Linked DNA regions of Anas platyrhynchos: region 1 is linked to region 2. A link is a contact called in public Hi-C data. All regions are on one chromosome and are shown on one strand. The core of a region is the stretch at or near the end of the contact, and the rest is flanking DNA. Distances in the headings are between cores, read along the strand shown. Region 1 overlaps SYN3 (synapsin III). Region 2 has its middle 32 kb from the start of SYN3.

What was found. Hi-C and Micro-C count contacts between places; a contact is called where the count stands out from the background.
Region 1: a Hi-C map of subcutaneous adipose tissue shows a contact between it and region 2, with 3 times the contacts expected there. The contact joins two enhancer-like sites. A contact is called at or near these places in 4 of 8 Hi-C or Micro-C datasets (F5 follicle, liver, small yellow follicle and 1 more).

What each region holds. Positions count from the first base shown.
Region 1 is chr1:56,472,652-56,476,764 of IASCAAS_PekinDuck_T2T, reverse strand. SYN3 (synapsin III) reads right to left here. Exons shown (of 14, transcript XM_013092067.5): 11 at 1,068-1,202. Among named protein-coding and RNA genes, the nearest start is that of FBXO7, 23 kb to the left of the region's middle. Within about 2 kb of position 2,009, at least 5 of the 8 cell types and tissues checked have an H3K27ac peak or open chromatin away from gene starts, as enhancers often do. A contact at or near this core is called in subcutaneous adipose tissue, where this site is marked.
Region 2 is chr1:56,260,127-56,264,373 of IASCAAS_PekinDuck_T2T, reverse strand. No RefSeq gene overlaps it. Among named protein-coding and RNA genes, the nearest start is that of SYN3, 32 kb to the left of the region's middle. Within about 2 kb of position 2,258, at least 1 of the 8 cell types and tissues checked has an H3K27ac peak or open chromatin away from gene starts, as enhancers often do. A contact at or near this core is called in subcutaneous adipose tissue, where this site is marked.

The sequences.
Region 1 (4,113 bases), core at 760-3,259, 210 kb before region 2:
ATATATGCATCTGTCCATGTTCTTCTGCAGGCTTCCCCTTTGCTCTTAGTTTATACACTCTTTATCTTGGTTATTTCAGGGTCAGTTGTTGGTTTCACTTTGGCCAGAGTAAATCCTATCCATTCTCTATGACTTTCACTGTCCCAAAGCATTTTTAGTGTCTATTAAAGGTTCCCCTCACTCTACCTAAAGTTTGCTTTGGATTTACTCTGAATGCACTGCATGCTGGGGTCCAGGTCTAGCAGGGAGTAGGCTGTCATACAGCAGAGACAGAGAGCCACAGTCCTTCCTCTCACTTTATCTCTTGAGTGGAAATGGAAACTTTTCCAGTGTGTTGCAGTCAGTATTATCACTCAGCCTGATTACTCTTCTGCCCTTTCTTTTGTACAGATTTCTGTTGTTCTCAACCCTTCCTGCTTGGCTCCCTTCTAGACACTGAAAGAGGTAACAGTGCATATACTCAGGGAATGAATGTGCCATGAGGAGTGCGAAGGGGTCAGCTTAAATGCAAAAATGACAGGTTATTATAGGAATTCAGCAGTAGTCAGGCCTCCTACTGATAAAGTGGGTAAAGGGCATCTCCAAAGAAGCGAGGCTGCATTGAGAAATGAAACAAGTCAGGGTGGAAATTCCCACTCTCCTATTTGGGAAGCACAGATTTTCACCAGAGATGTAAAAACTGGAATGAAACCTATCCTGAGGACTGGTTTTAGATGGAAGTGAAGCTGGGAGTTACAAGCACCTCTAGAAATGCTGTCTGCAATATGAATCTAGAATAGGATTTGATTTAGCAAGGCAAAATGCCTAGATGCGTGCCCTCCCCCTCTCCTCCCCCACCATGTGATGCCACAGTTACATGAAAGGAGAGGGCAGGAGATTGAGCTATTTCTCAGGGCACCCAATGCAAAGATCTGCAAGAGACTTCTCCGTAAGAGCAGGAGTCAGTCACTCTGGTATGGGACTGTTCATCTCCATGGGATGTCTGACTGGCTGATATTTACAGGGAGAAGAGAGCGAAACAGAGTTCAGGAAAGCAGCTTGGCCAAAAGGTTGATATTCTGTCTTACCCAAGGCCTCAGCGGTGATGGGGTAGATCCAGCAGTGGTGACAAGCTGAGTCATTTTGGAAACAACCAGATCGGCTATAAGCTGTCTGTCCTCTTCCACATGCTCACCAATCAGGGGCATCGAGCTGTCCATCACCTGCCACAAGAAAGAAAAACAGCAGTTAAAAAAGAGGTTTCCTGGTGACAGATGCTTGTTTCAACTCACCTTTCATGCTAACCTGCTTTATGTCCCCATGTCCTTATCAACACGTCTAGTCCTAAGTCTCTTCCATGCTGAAACATGCTAGGGTGTGATTTCTCTTATTTTTATTTTTTATTTTTTGGAAATGGCATGTGCTTCCTCTGCTCCCCATCTTCCATTTACAACTTGGAAGCCAACCCAAGGCTTCTGGTGGCTGAAGGTTTTCTACATCAAGCAAACACAAACTTGCTCCTGAGGGGATGCCTCTTGTGGATGAGGTCTCTCTGGCATTGTGCTACAACATTTTGGGATGACACTGCAGCAGAAAGGGACACAGGCAGACACAGGAGGATGGAAACAAAATGTACTGAAGTCTGAGGAGATGAAAGCAACAGGGACTGGAGGAAACCAGGAAACATTTGGGATTAATCAACACAGAGCACTGCACCCTGAGAAGGGAAATAAACACCAGAAATGCATAATGAATAGGATGTCACCAAAACAACAGCACCCAGTGCAGAAAAGTAAACTTATTCCCTGCTTGTCTTCTTGATATTAACTGTAATATGACTGCTGTCCAGCATGTACCACAACTGCTGGAGAAAGTTGGGAAGCAAGACTGTGGAGATGGGGGAAGGAGAGCTGTCAAAGGGTCTTTGAGGTAAGAAATGTTCTGGCAACAACAATAATAAGGATAGCGTAGCAGATCCTCAGCTGTGTAGCAGCTCTAAACGTCATTTTCAGCAGTTCATCATAAATCAAGTGCTTCACAAACAGCAGAATCCCACAGGAAGAACTGTGCTATGATGGAGTTAAGATTCAGCTGGAGTAAATACAACTGTACTAAAATAACAAGAAGAGTTGGAAAAGTTTATTTTATTTTGCTTTGATTTTTAATCCAAACATTGAAAACCCTGGAAATGCTGAGTTAAAGATTGTATTGCTCAAGAAAGGCACTGACTCACGCTCAGATAACAATTGGAATTGCACTCCACCCTGGCCAGGCGATCAGGGGCATTGAGTCCACTATTTGAGTGAAATGGAAAGTTTCATGTATTTTATTTAGAGGTAGAGGAAATCAGTGAGGTGAAGTCAATAAGTGTTTGTATTCTAGTCTGTTCTTGTGGAGAGGGTGGCAGGGAACGGCCAATTCCCCTCCGTGTCTCATACACAGGGGCTCCCGGGGGCCCTCTGGCAGCTTCCTTCACAAGTCGCCCTCCATTAACCCCCCCTTAAAACCATTCCCACTTCATCTGGCAATTCCAGTTCGTGTGTGAGGAAAAGAGGTCTCGGCTCCCTGCAATGCACCGTGCGAGGGACGTGTCCGGCCACTAGATGATGCCGTTACCCTGCTGACAGGCCCAGCCTCGCTCGGCGGCTCCCTGACCCTCCCTGGGATACAGCTCAGTTCAAAACACGCAAATCAGATAAAAACCCTCGCTTCCCCACCTTAAGAACTGCTTTTCCCTGTTTCTGTGGCAGCAGTGGCTGGAGCAGAAGGGGAAGGGGTTGCCCAGGGAGGTGGTGGGGTCACCGTCCCTGGGGGTGTTTAAGGCAAGGTTGGACGTGGTGCTTGGGGACATGGGTTAGTGGGTGACATTGGTGGTAGGGGGATGGCTGGACCAGATGATCTTGAAGGCCTTTTCCAACCCTAACGATTCTATGAAGATGATGCTGTTGAATAAAACAGAGGCTCCAGGGGGAACGAACCCTGGAGCAGGTCTTGCCTGAGGCAGTGAAGACACACCAGGGATCAGTTCTGTGTAGGGCCTGGCAGGGGTGTGAGCTTCGGGAGACCACCAGTATGGGACCAGGCAATCACACGCGTAAGGGAAAGCCTTTGAAAATGGTGGAGATTTCAGTGAGGAAAGTGACACAGCCGGTTGCCACTGAAGCAGGAAGGAGCACAAGATGACACCTTGCAAAGGCGAATTGCTCTGCAGCTGGGCAGCCACGAATGCTAGCGCTGGAAGGAATACAGGAATCACCGACAGACTGCACTCATCCCTTCCCGAGGAGATCACAGACCAGCCATGTGAGACAAGAGGACGTCGGCACATGTGGACCCGGCCTTTGTAGTGGCCCAAGGTCAGTAGCTGCTCCTGAGGCAGCTGCTGTCGCCTGATAAGGTGTATGGGGGGAGCGGAAGGCGGCAGGGCAAAGAAGAGACTCTGGAAACCCCCCTGCGCTGATCTGACGCGGAGGCCTGAAGGCCGGGCTTGTTATTCCGTGCTCTGGTGCACAGGAGTGGGGTGTTAGGTGATTTTTAGGGAAGGAAGGAAGGACACAGATGATTAGACATATCTGAAGGACTGATAAGGCAGTGGTGAGGGGATGGGCAGGGCTCCTTGCGGGGCAGCAGGGAGTGTGTCTAGTTAACACGGCTTGGCTATGTGGCAGGTGGGGCTTAGTTGATCCAGGAGGAAGAATAAAACAAAAGGATTATTTTACTTGCTCCCCACCTACTCTGTATTTATCAGTATAGAAGAGGTGTGTCAAAGGGCTACATTATGAAAAAAAAGGGCCAAAGGAGAGATTATTAAACCATACACACTGCTGAGCTCTTTTGAGAGTCTGGCTGCTAACAGCAGTACCTAACTTGTGCTATTTTGAGGACCTGGCCTTCTGAATATTCATTCTGAATATTCTTTTGAAGTGGCAAAGTCCTTTAAAGCAGAGAAAAAAGAAGAACCAGCATTTGCCATCAAATTCACAGCTGTTTTAATAGTATGAAAGCAGTAGATTTTAGCTTTGAATATGAGCCATGAACATGGTGCTTAATGTGCTAGTGCTTTGAGGGGCAGAAAGGTAGTAGGTCCTGTTATCTGCTATGGGAAAAGAAGGTGAAGTTCACATGGCAGCAAAC
Region 2 (4,247 bases), core at 1,009-3,508:
ACTATATCAAAAGGAATATAATTGCACAATTACAAGTGAAAACATTTTTAAGGAGTGACACACAGCTATGATACAGTGCAAGAGCATTTACTCTACATATTTCTTTTAGAACGAATGTTTTACAAACTCTTTTCATGACTACCAAACATTCCCATATGAGGCTTAAAAAAAAGACTCCTCTCCACAAGTTTCCCCATTACTGACCTCACGTCTAATTGTAATATCAACTATACATGCTCTTCCTGCATTAAAAAATAAATATATAAATAAAAATAAAAAAGTGCAAGAATATCCAAACACCAAATTCCTCTGTTAACAGACAATTGCTGTTTTGCAGGCCCATGATTTCAAAATGGCATGTTCCATTTTGAAAGAGATTTATGGGAAATTGAAATCACAGGTTTGCTTCCCCATCTAATGGGACTAAAAGTGACCAGGCTCTATGGGGAAGTCAGTTAGAGCTCTGAAGGCTGAACTGACAGGCTATTAATTCCATAGTTTCCACACCAACTGCTTAAATATTTAATCTCTTGACACCTCTTAATGATATTCCTCCCTACTGAAGGTCTAATTTTGCAGAGGCATTTACTGACTTCCCAGCACTCTGCTACTGAAGTCTCAGTATAGTCCAGTAGCAAGCCAGCAACCAAAGAGTTAAGGCCGGAGATAAGTGGTATACACATAATAACTGCAACTAGCCCTCACTTAGTGTCACAAATAACATGCTATGCTCATTATCAAGGCCTATCTCAAGCAAGTGAAAAACCCCAAATGGATTTGATGCATTCCTATATGGCGTGGCTAAGCACAGGGGCTTTAGTGAGTTTAAGGAGAAATGTGAGAAGGCGAATGGGGTTAAACAGCTCAAATGGCAGCTGTTCTTGTCCCTAAAAAGAAAATGTGTTCAATTATTCATGTTCAGATTAAACTGACAATGAAGCCAGCTTCAACACAGCAATTCTTCTGCATTATTCATACCATGGAGCCAGCGGAGTCTCTGCAAAAGGATGTTTTTTGCAGATGGATGAAGCCTACAAATGGTTCATAAGATGAGCTCATTCATAAACTCAATGAAGAAAGTACGTATGTTGGGAGATATTTAAATATGAAAACTCAGTGAGTGTTCCTTGGCATGATTAGATAAGGCTTGCATCATCTAGAAGCTACTGGGGCTTAGAAACCTTATTGAGGTACAGAAAAAGCAGGCAAGATTGTCTTGGGTGTCTGGTCATTCTCTCTGTTCTCCTTCAAGACTCGGAAGTATTTAGAGAATCCATTTAACATAATGGCTACTGCATCACACCAGGCCTTTTGTATTTGCTTCTACTTAACCAGCAGGGCCATGACATCTCATTTTCTCCCAAGACTCCAGAGTAGTCTTCAAAGCAACTTCAGCCAGCAATATTTCTTATTAACTGCTGTGCTGCTATAGCCATCAGCAACTGGAGCTGCTCAGGTCTCTGAAAATCACTCACAGGACAACCAAGGCAGTACACCTGCAAATGAAATCTCAGCAGCTGTGAGTATGGCTTTTAGAGAACCCTGGGTGAACACTTCAGCATCATGTCCCTTGCGTGTGACCACAGAGCAGAGCTCTTCTGCAAGAAATATAGGGCCCAATTCAATGGAAACACTGCACAAGCACAAGTTAACTGACAGTCAACAGCACACTTTAGTCACCCCTTCCATTCTTCTCCAAACCTGGTGTTCTTTAGAATGAACATAAGTGAATATAAGTGAATATATTCATGGGTCCCTGAGTTTTCCTGCAAAAGTTGTCTTTTAGGCACTGAGAGTGATAAAGAATGGGCTAGAGAGACGCAGTACTTCCAATTGAGTAACCCAGATAGGCACCTGTTCTGCAGACAGACTTGCTCTGCAGTGCTATCATTACCTCTGAGAAGTCAGTTCTTCAGGAACACTCAGAGCCAAGATTTTCCTTCAAAGTGTCGTAGGCTGAAATGGTTCCCTTTTGGTCCACCTAATTATTCATCCATAAGTGCTTTATTTCAGAGACTGAAGGCCATCTACCACAGAAGATCTAAAATTTGTTGAAATTTCTGCAGTAGGCCCAGAACTTGTCTTTGAGACATAATACATTGTCAGAGTGAGTGCCAGATTTTTAATCAAGATTTAAGTCACAGTGTCCCTGTGTCCTCCCTGCAATTAGTCATCCCATTAACCAATTATCCTCACTGTTGGGAGCTTGAACTCAATTTTTACTCAGACTTTACATTACATCAGCTGCCAGCCACTGTGTATCATACTTCTATGTTAGAGAGCCATCTAGCAGAAGACTCAGCACTCTGCAGACACCTACAGTACACTAGTCACAGCTTTCATACGAATAAATTACTTTTTTTTTGCTACATATATTTTCCTGAGTTAATAAAATCAGAACAGTTTCTAAAGTAGCTGAGACCTCTCCCACCAATGTCCTTTTTGAAATGTGGGCTTGGACTGAAAGAGTGCATGGGGACTTAATGAGTGACACCAGTACTACATGACAAGTCATTACCTTGCTGATTTGTTAATTGCAAGGTTATCTTTCACTGCCAAGGGCTTCACTGACTTTTTGATCTCACATCACATTCCCAACGTGCTACAGAGCATCTTGATTTTTCTTTGTGCTTTTTATTGAAATCACAGCATTCCAGATAGGATTTCAAAGATCCATGTGCAGTTTATGGAAGATGTCCTATGGAAGTTTTTACTACCAAGAGAAACCCAAACTAAACATGGAAAGTTCATGTTTTTGTGTTTGTACCACAGGAAAACACATGCCTTCCTCCCTCTTTCCTGGGGGTCTTCTAGACCTGGCTTCTCCTCTCCACCAGCCTTGGCGTAAACCACAGCACTGAAACACAGCAGCAGAGAAGCAATCTGGAAACAAAGTTTTTCATCTCCTAGGAGTAAGGACACTTACTTTAGCAGTATGATTACAATAACAGATGAGTACACTCTGTATTAGAAGGAAAAAATGAATAAAAAACATTAAGATCGAGAACTGAGCTGAAGCCTGCTGCAGTGATAATGCAGTTGTTTTATAAGTGTACTTGTCATTCAGACAAGTAACAGACACCAGTCTGACTTCATTCACAGCCCCTGAATAAGCTCAGGGATGTAGGTAGCTCCAGGCTTGGACAAGCCAGAATCTGGCCCTGAGCATTTCAGAAGAATCCTCTTTTATAGAAGGACTTCTGACAATACAGCCCTAAGGCAGATGCAGACCTGATGAGAACAACAAAGCAGAGAGCTCTTTGCCCCCTGTGCCCTCATCCACATCCTAGTTCCTCTGCCACTGAAGATGATGTGAGCTGTCAGCACAGTGATGGAGGACCAGGGGACTGGAGCAGTGGAAAAGTGGAATCATCATGGCCTTTCTGGTAAATCCGTGTGACAGTCGATCTCTTGGGTCCACATCATTTGATATTGTTGCCTACGGTAGTATCCACACCGCATATTTGAATGCAGTCAGAAGGTCAGACTCATAACAAGCATCTAAGTCACAAGTTTGGGCGAAAGGAAAGGAAAGGAAAGGAAAGGAAAGGAAAGGAAAGGAAAGGAAAGGAAAGGAAAGGAAAGGAAAGGAAAGGAAAGGAAAGGAAAGGAAAGGAAAGGAAAGGAAAGGAAAGGAAAGGAAAGGAAAGGAAAGGAAAGGAACAAACCAACTTTCACTCACAGACTTGGTCTTGGTGTAGTTGCAGAGACTTTCTGTCAAGGATTTTGGGAGTGACAGCTCTACCCGCCTTTGTGCACAGCTGCCTTACCTGCCCACATATCCCCCAGTGGGGTGCTGAGTCTCTCCACTCCCATGATTATCCCCCCCTTGCCCTTCCAGCTAGTTTTCTGGATGAGCAGTTATTTTCCTCATCAACAGTGATCAACAGGCACCATCTAGTGGTGCCTAGAAAATCCACTCTTCATTTAGCTTCTATTTCTGAGACTATGAGAAGCAGTTCGTGCTACACGTATTGATCTAAGTGGGCACAGCACCCCTAGCTGCTCTTACAGACAGGAAAGCAAACCTAATATAGAGATGGCATGGCAGCTCTGCAGAAACAGATATGGCAAACAATTGGTCACCAGAGCCTTCGATGGGCATTCTGCAGTCCAACTTACTTCTCACGGCCTAAGCAAGATGGTTTATCAAGTGAGAACTTGTGACAGAGGTGCTAGCACTTGCCCAAGGACTCACTAGAATTCTTAAAGGAGTAGGAAAACCTTAGTTTTTAAACATAAAGTAT